Linked DNA regions of Mus musculus: region 2 is linked to region 1. The links are chromatin contacts, called in public promoter capture Hi-C maps. All regions are on one chromosome and are shown on one strand. The core of a region is the stretch at or near the end of the contact, and the rest is flanking DNA. Distances in the headings are between cores, read along the strand shown.

Evidence for each region. Capture Hi-C pulls out chosen DNA fragments and counts their contacts.
Region 2: a contact with region 1 is called in a promoter capture Hi-C map of adipose tissue, with 5 times the contacts expected there. The contact joins the promoter of Lcorl here to the promoter of Fbxl5 in region 1. A contact is called at or near these places in 1 of 484 Hi-C or Micro-C datasets (CD4 T cells), 1 of 115 datasets of contacts at active chromatin or transcription factors (astrocytes) and 1 of 9 other capture datasets (adipose tissue).

Annotation. Positions count from the first base shown.
Region 1 is chr5:43,780,873-43,783,958 of GRCm38.p6, forward strand. Fbxl5 (F-box and leucine-rich repeat protein 5) reads right to left here and starts at 1,277. Exons shown (of 11, transcript NM_001159963.1): 1 at 1,093-1,277. The coding sequence starts at 1,176.
Region 2 is chr5:45,856,279-45,859,191 of GRCm38.p6, forward strand. Lcorl (ligand dependent nuclear receptor corepressor-like) reads right to left here and starts at 1,262. Exons shown (of 7, transcript NM_001163073.1): 1 at 1,069-1,262. The coding sequence starts at 1,219.

The sequences.
Region 1 (3,086 bases), core at 27-2,526:
CTTAGGACTAACTGGGTTTGAGTTTATTGGTTTGTTTGTTTTTCTTTTCCCAAAATGGAGGGAGAGGACTGTGCAGCCAAGATGCTAAGATCCTACACTTCAAATTGCTGGTCTTCCCGTGGCCTACCAGGGAAGACATTGGCCTCCTTCCTAGCACCTCTCCAGATTGAAAGACAACTCTTGTTTGCTGTTAATAGTGGTGCTAATTCCACGTAATCTCTGATAATTCAATTTATTTTTACGTTTAAGTTAATAATTACTTAACAGCTATTTATTTGGTTCACCTTTTTTGCAAAACATATGACTGCCCAGAATTTACTCATATATGATCTTCCGAACATAAAGTGACAATTCAGAGTTTTCAGCATCATTAGAAAAAGGTTCCCAACTCATCTTCACAAGAGTGCTTCTTCAACTTCGGCTACACCCATTAAAAGTCCAAAGTGAGTTCCACTGCAAGGCAACTTTTCCTAGGGGCCCCTCTCATTTGCTTCCAGTAAAAAGTCCAACAGAGGAACAAATTCTACAAGGAATAAAGTATCCAGGAAAAATAAAAACTGGAAGGAAAAAAAGAGTAACCAGGAAAGAGGAGTGCAGGTCTTCCCAGTCCGTGTACCGGGCTTGTGTACGGAACCAAACCAGTGCAAAGCAGGCAGGTAAAATAAGCCTGCTCCAGGGGCTGCAAGACGCTGCCTGTGGAGCCAGGAAGCAAGTCAAGAGGTCCAGAGAGAGGATGCAGTGTTTGCAGAGCGACTAAAAGAGCCCGAAGGGACCGGGCGAGCGGTGCTGTGGCTGCGAGTAACCGCAGAAGCGGCCTGCGGACGGGGAGCGGGCACCCCGCGGGCGGCCGAGCCGGACGGCCGGGAGCGCCCCTCACCCCGGCACAGGTCAGTCCCGCGAGCGCTCGTCCCAGGCCGCGGCCAGCGCGGGCTCCCGGGACCCCGGTGGGAAGGTTCGGGAGCCGCGCGGGTGCCGGGGCGCGGGCGACGGGCTCGCGCGGCGCCAACGCGGGGGTTGCGGGAGGCACGCAGGCCAGGCCTCCCGGAACCCGGCCGCTCCTCCGCGGCCGCCCTCCGCCCCGCGCTCCTTTACCTTGTCGCAGTAGCGCCCCACCAGCTGCTTCATCCGCCAGTGCGGGGCGGTGAAGACGTCCACTTCATCGGGGAAGGGCGCCATCGCCACTGCCTCAGCGTCCGCCTCAGCAGCCGCGGCCGCCGCCTCTCCATAGACACCCTCGCCGCGGGGCAGAGGCGGCGCGCCCCCCTGCGCATGCGCCCGCCCCGTCGGCGCGCGCGCCCGGGCGGTTCCGCGGGGCCGTGACGCGGGGGCGCGCGGGCCGCCGCCATGCGGTGCCGCGGCCCACGTGACCGGCGCGCGCGCTGAGGCGCCCAGAGCTCTCTCCTCCGGTGGGCATGGTCGTCCCTGGTCCCTTGCGTTACATCTCTTAAAAAATCGCACTGTCCCAGGGCGAGGGTCTTCAAGGGCGCTTCTCCGGGTGCCTGGCCTTGAGGCAGGGACCTGCGTGACCAGATCGAGCCTGCGTGCTCTGGACGGGCGGGCTGTGCGCGCGCCGAGCCCTCAGCCGCCTTTGCTGCCTCGTTCGGGTTTTGCTAGGCCTGGGATGCTGGCTCTGGGCCTAGCATGGCCTCTCCCCTGCGGCTGAGAGCTGGGGACCTGGCAGCCCCTCCTCACCCCTCCTGGCACGGAGCAGAGTGGGATGGTGGCCCTGGGGAACTGGAAACACCAGAGGGAGGACCAACACCTCAGATCAGGAACGACAGTCCCAGAGCGGCCAGATGAGCCTGCGGGGGTTTGGGGGGGGTGGGGGGGGCGGGGAGCCATCATGGCTGTCTAGTAGGGAGAGAGCCTTAGCACAAATCCCGCCATTTTAAGCCGAGGAGGCTCAGACAGGAAGAAAGGGCCATAAATGAGGTCACTGCCTAGAGAAAGGCCAGTGCACGTCACCTGTCCTCATCTAAGCCCTCCAGTAGACTTTTCCCAAGTATCAGAGCCGGCTCTCACCCCGTGGCTTTAGAATTCGTGGAAAAATGGGAGAAACACGGGCAAGGCTGAGAACCTGGGAAGGGTGTGTCGTTTTCTCAACAACCATAAACTTTGAACAGTAAGCAGAAGATATGCTACATTATTCACCTTTGTATTTCCTACCCCAAATTCATGTCAATGGTTAAAAGGAACCAGACTCTCAGAAAATGAATAAAAAGATACTTCTATTAGTGCAGCTAGTTCTGGTTACCTTTTGATATTAACATGCAAATTGAGCTGGAAAACAGACTCTGGAGATGAAGCTTAGGTTCATGGTTTCACCAAACTCTAGTTGTACTAACCTTGGAGAGCGACCTGACTTCTGTGTTCTGACCGCAGTATTCTCTTATGTAAAATGAGATGAGGGGAATAAATAACCTACTTCATAAGATTTTAAGGAAAACGGAGTACGTGTATTTTTGAAGTGCTAATAGGAATACCTCATCACGAATACTCCCTGTAAACAATGTTAGAGAAAACAGCTATGACAAAGGAAATTAAGACATTGCCCAGGATTTCACAAATCAGTACATAAAATTCTGGCCAAATGTATCTAGATCTGACGATAAGTTTGTTCCTGTGTACTGTATTAGTTGGAACAAAGAGGTGACTGAAGAAAAAGAAAAAGAAAACAACAACAACAAAAATAGCTTACAGAACTGATAAGTCTTGACAGATTTCTCCCTCCCTCTCCACCCCATTATTCTTCTTTCCTCTGTTCCCTTCTCTGTTTCCCTCTTTTCCCCTTCTTTTCTCCGCTGTTTAAGCAGGGCTTTGCCTCCATATTTTTAACAATTCTCAAAAGACATTTGCTAACCCCTCATTTGTTATATCCTAATCTTTCACTCTAGCCATCTTGGAATATAGACTCCGACTTCAGTGTACCAGTTACATAGAGCTATATGAAGAGATTTTCCTCAGTAGCTGGATCAAGAATACCAGAATAAAGAAAGAATGAGGGATGCACCCAGCATCCTTGTGATTTTTCTCATATTAACTATAAATACATCATATTATATATGCCTCATTTAGTAGGTGTATAA
Region 2 (2,913 bases), core at 12-2,511, 2.1 Mb after region 1:
AAGCTACCCCGTAACCCCTGCCGAAGCACACCCTCCGCTCGCAGCCCCTCTGTTGCACTGAACCAACCTGCTGGGTAACAGCTGTGGGCACACGTCGCACTCTGAGTGAGGAAAAGCAGCGACCGCAACAAGGTAAGGGAGTCCCAGTACTTCCCGCTACCCGGAGCAGCCCACTGAATGACAGCCGGGAGCGCGCAAGTTTGAAGCAAAACCGATCAGACCCCACCGAAACGGAAAACTGAACTGCATTTGAACAGGAATGGGAGGCGGGGAGGGCTACGCGAGTCCATCACATGACAGCGAAAAGAGGACCGGAGTCGTCGGGGCGTCCTCAAGGAAAGGGGGGGGGGGCGTGGGGAGGGTGCCGTCGCCATAGCAACACCCCCCATCCGTCCAGACTTCCAAAGAGGGAGGAAGAACTTCAAATCCCAACCGTCAGCTCGAGCGGCTCCTTCTTAAAGGGGTACACACAGATCCGAGGCCACTCGCAAGAGGGCAGAGGCGGCCGCCCCCCGCCCCTCAGGCGCCGCCCCCATCGCCCCTCGACCCTCTCCCGCCCCCCGCCCCCCGCCCCGCGAGCGCCCCGCAACCCCTGGTCCCGCGTCCCAGGAACTAGGCAGCGTCTTCGCCGCCAGCCCCAGGGCCGCAAGAAGGGGGTGTGTGAGCGCCCGGCCGGGGGCGCGGACCGGCTCGCCGCTCCAGGGTCCCCTCCGCCCCGGTGGAGAGCCGCGGTGACAGGGGCACCGGCGGGTGGCGACGGGCGCCGAGGAGTTTCGGGGCAGCACGAGCGGGCGGGCTGCTTCCGCGGGGTGCTCGGAGAGTGGGTCCGAACTAACAGTTCCCCGGGAGCTCGGAGCCGGGCAGGCGGGCGGCGGGGCGCGGACCGCGCCGGGCAGGGAGCCCCGAGACAAAAGGCGCCGCCGGGGCCGCCGCGCCGCCGCCGCCGCCGCTCCCATCGCTCCCCATTGAACTGACCCGAACCGGAGCTCCAACTACACCCCTCAGCCACAAACTCCTCCGGCAGCCGCACCGTGGCGCCGAGCCCGGCCCGGCCCGTGTCTCTCTTACCTACACAGTGCATGAGGCGGTGGCGCCAAGAGTCGAGTTCCCGCCGGAATCCTCTCCTCTCCGCCGCGCACCGAGGGCTCCGGCACTGAGCGGCAGCGGCGGCGGCGGCAGCAGCGGCGGCAGCGGCCATTCTCTCTCTTCCCTTGTCCATCTGCGTCCCGCGTCACGCGCCCTCATTTACATACGAGCGGCGCAGGCACGAGGCAGGGGCGCGAGCCCTCGGCGCGAGCCCCGGAGCGCGCGCCCCCCGGAGGGGGGTTGATTGACACGTGTCACTACCTTCCTCCTGCCCTCCCCTCCCCCTCCCACCGCTCCCTCGGGGAGAGGCGGGGAGGGAGCGCGGAGAGAAGGAAGCAACCTGCCGCTTCCGCTGACCCCGCCTCCTTACCCACTCCCTTCCCCTCCTCCCCCCAGAGTTTACTCAGGCAAGCCATACTGCTCCCGCCGTCCACGAAAACCCTGAGCGGGAGCGAGAAACCCGGAGGCCAGCCAGGAACCCGCGTGCTGAAGGAGCGGACCAGCAACGCCTCCCTTCTGCCCTCGCGCGGAGCGCTGGAAGTCCGAAGACTTCATTTCCCAGCCTCCATTGCGTGCAGGTCCCGTAGAGGAGCGCAAGAGAGCGACGCTGTGCCCTCTGGGCTTTGTAGTCCTCTCGCGTTGAGCGCTCTCCTAGCCTAGCCAGTTCGCACTTTTCCAGATAGCAGCTCGGCCCCAGACTTCTAATGTTTTGCCCCCAGTGGGTTTAGCCTCTAACTCCCTCCGCCCAAATGCTTGCTTCCTCGAGTTCCAAGAGGGGAGTACGGTGGAAGCCTCAAGAGTTGGCGGTGCTGGGCTAGGCAGCTCCTTAAGTGCTGGAAACTTTTCAGGGTCAATGTCATCTATCTTCACTTTCAGCGAAAGCGCTTGCCAATCATCCTACTGCATCCAGAAAAGATGTGCGAGGACATCAGTTTTGTGAAGCGAAGAGATCTTGAAAAGCGAGATTAGTTACAAAAATCGGGGGAACTAACCTTGCATGGGATTTAACACTTTGTAATTGTTATAGATGGATCCTGCTCTGTGCTAGAGAAAACTTCCTTGGGGAGAGGAGAATCTTTTGATTAAGTATATACTTAAAATTACTTAAAAAAAAAAAAAAAACTTTTGCACCAGAGCCATTTCTACACTTATGTCAGTATTGTCACAGGGGACCAAGAGCTTGTAAGCCATCCAGAGTTTACAGAGAAGTGCTGTACATTACTGGGCATTTATACTCACCTTTGCGGAAAAAAATATTTTAATTCTTAGGAACTCAAATTCTCAATTCTGTATTGCCCTATCTTGTGGTATAGTCTTATCTATCATTCTTTTTTCTTCTTAGAGTAGTTTATTGCTCAGCGTTTGTTGCATCAGAAGTAAAAATGTAGCATTACATCTTCATCAGAAATTTTCGAATGTGAAGTTTGAAGCCATGTGTTTATGAATATATGTTTGCAATCTTATCATTTGGGAGGCTAGAATAAGGTGATGTGTAGAGTAGAGATAGTCTAGATGGCGGTTCAGAAACTGAAATTTAAAATAGGAGTGGCTTATCTCCATAGTTTAGAGTGGGAAGATGGAATAGTTGTTTCCATCTGAAAGCTCATCAGGCACCATCAAAAGAGACATGAGAACAGGACCCAAAAGCATGGCCCAGCTTCTAGAAGTGTCTGATTAAAGTTACTTAATGAAAGTATGTGCTCATGCTAACTTGAAAGGAATGGTGGACTAAATAACTATGAGAGCCTAACAAACCATCCAAAACTTAATAGCTTAAAATATCAACTATGGGATAGTGAGGTGGTTTCACAGATAAAGGGACTTTCA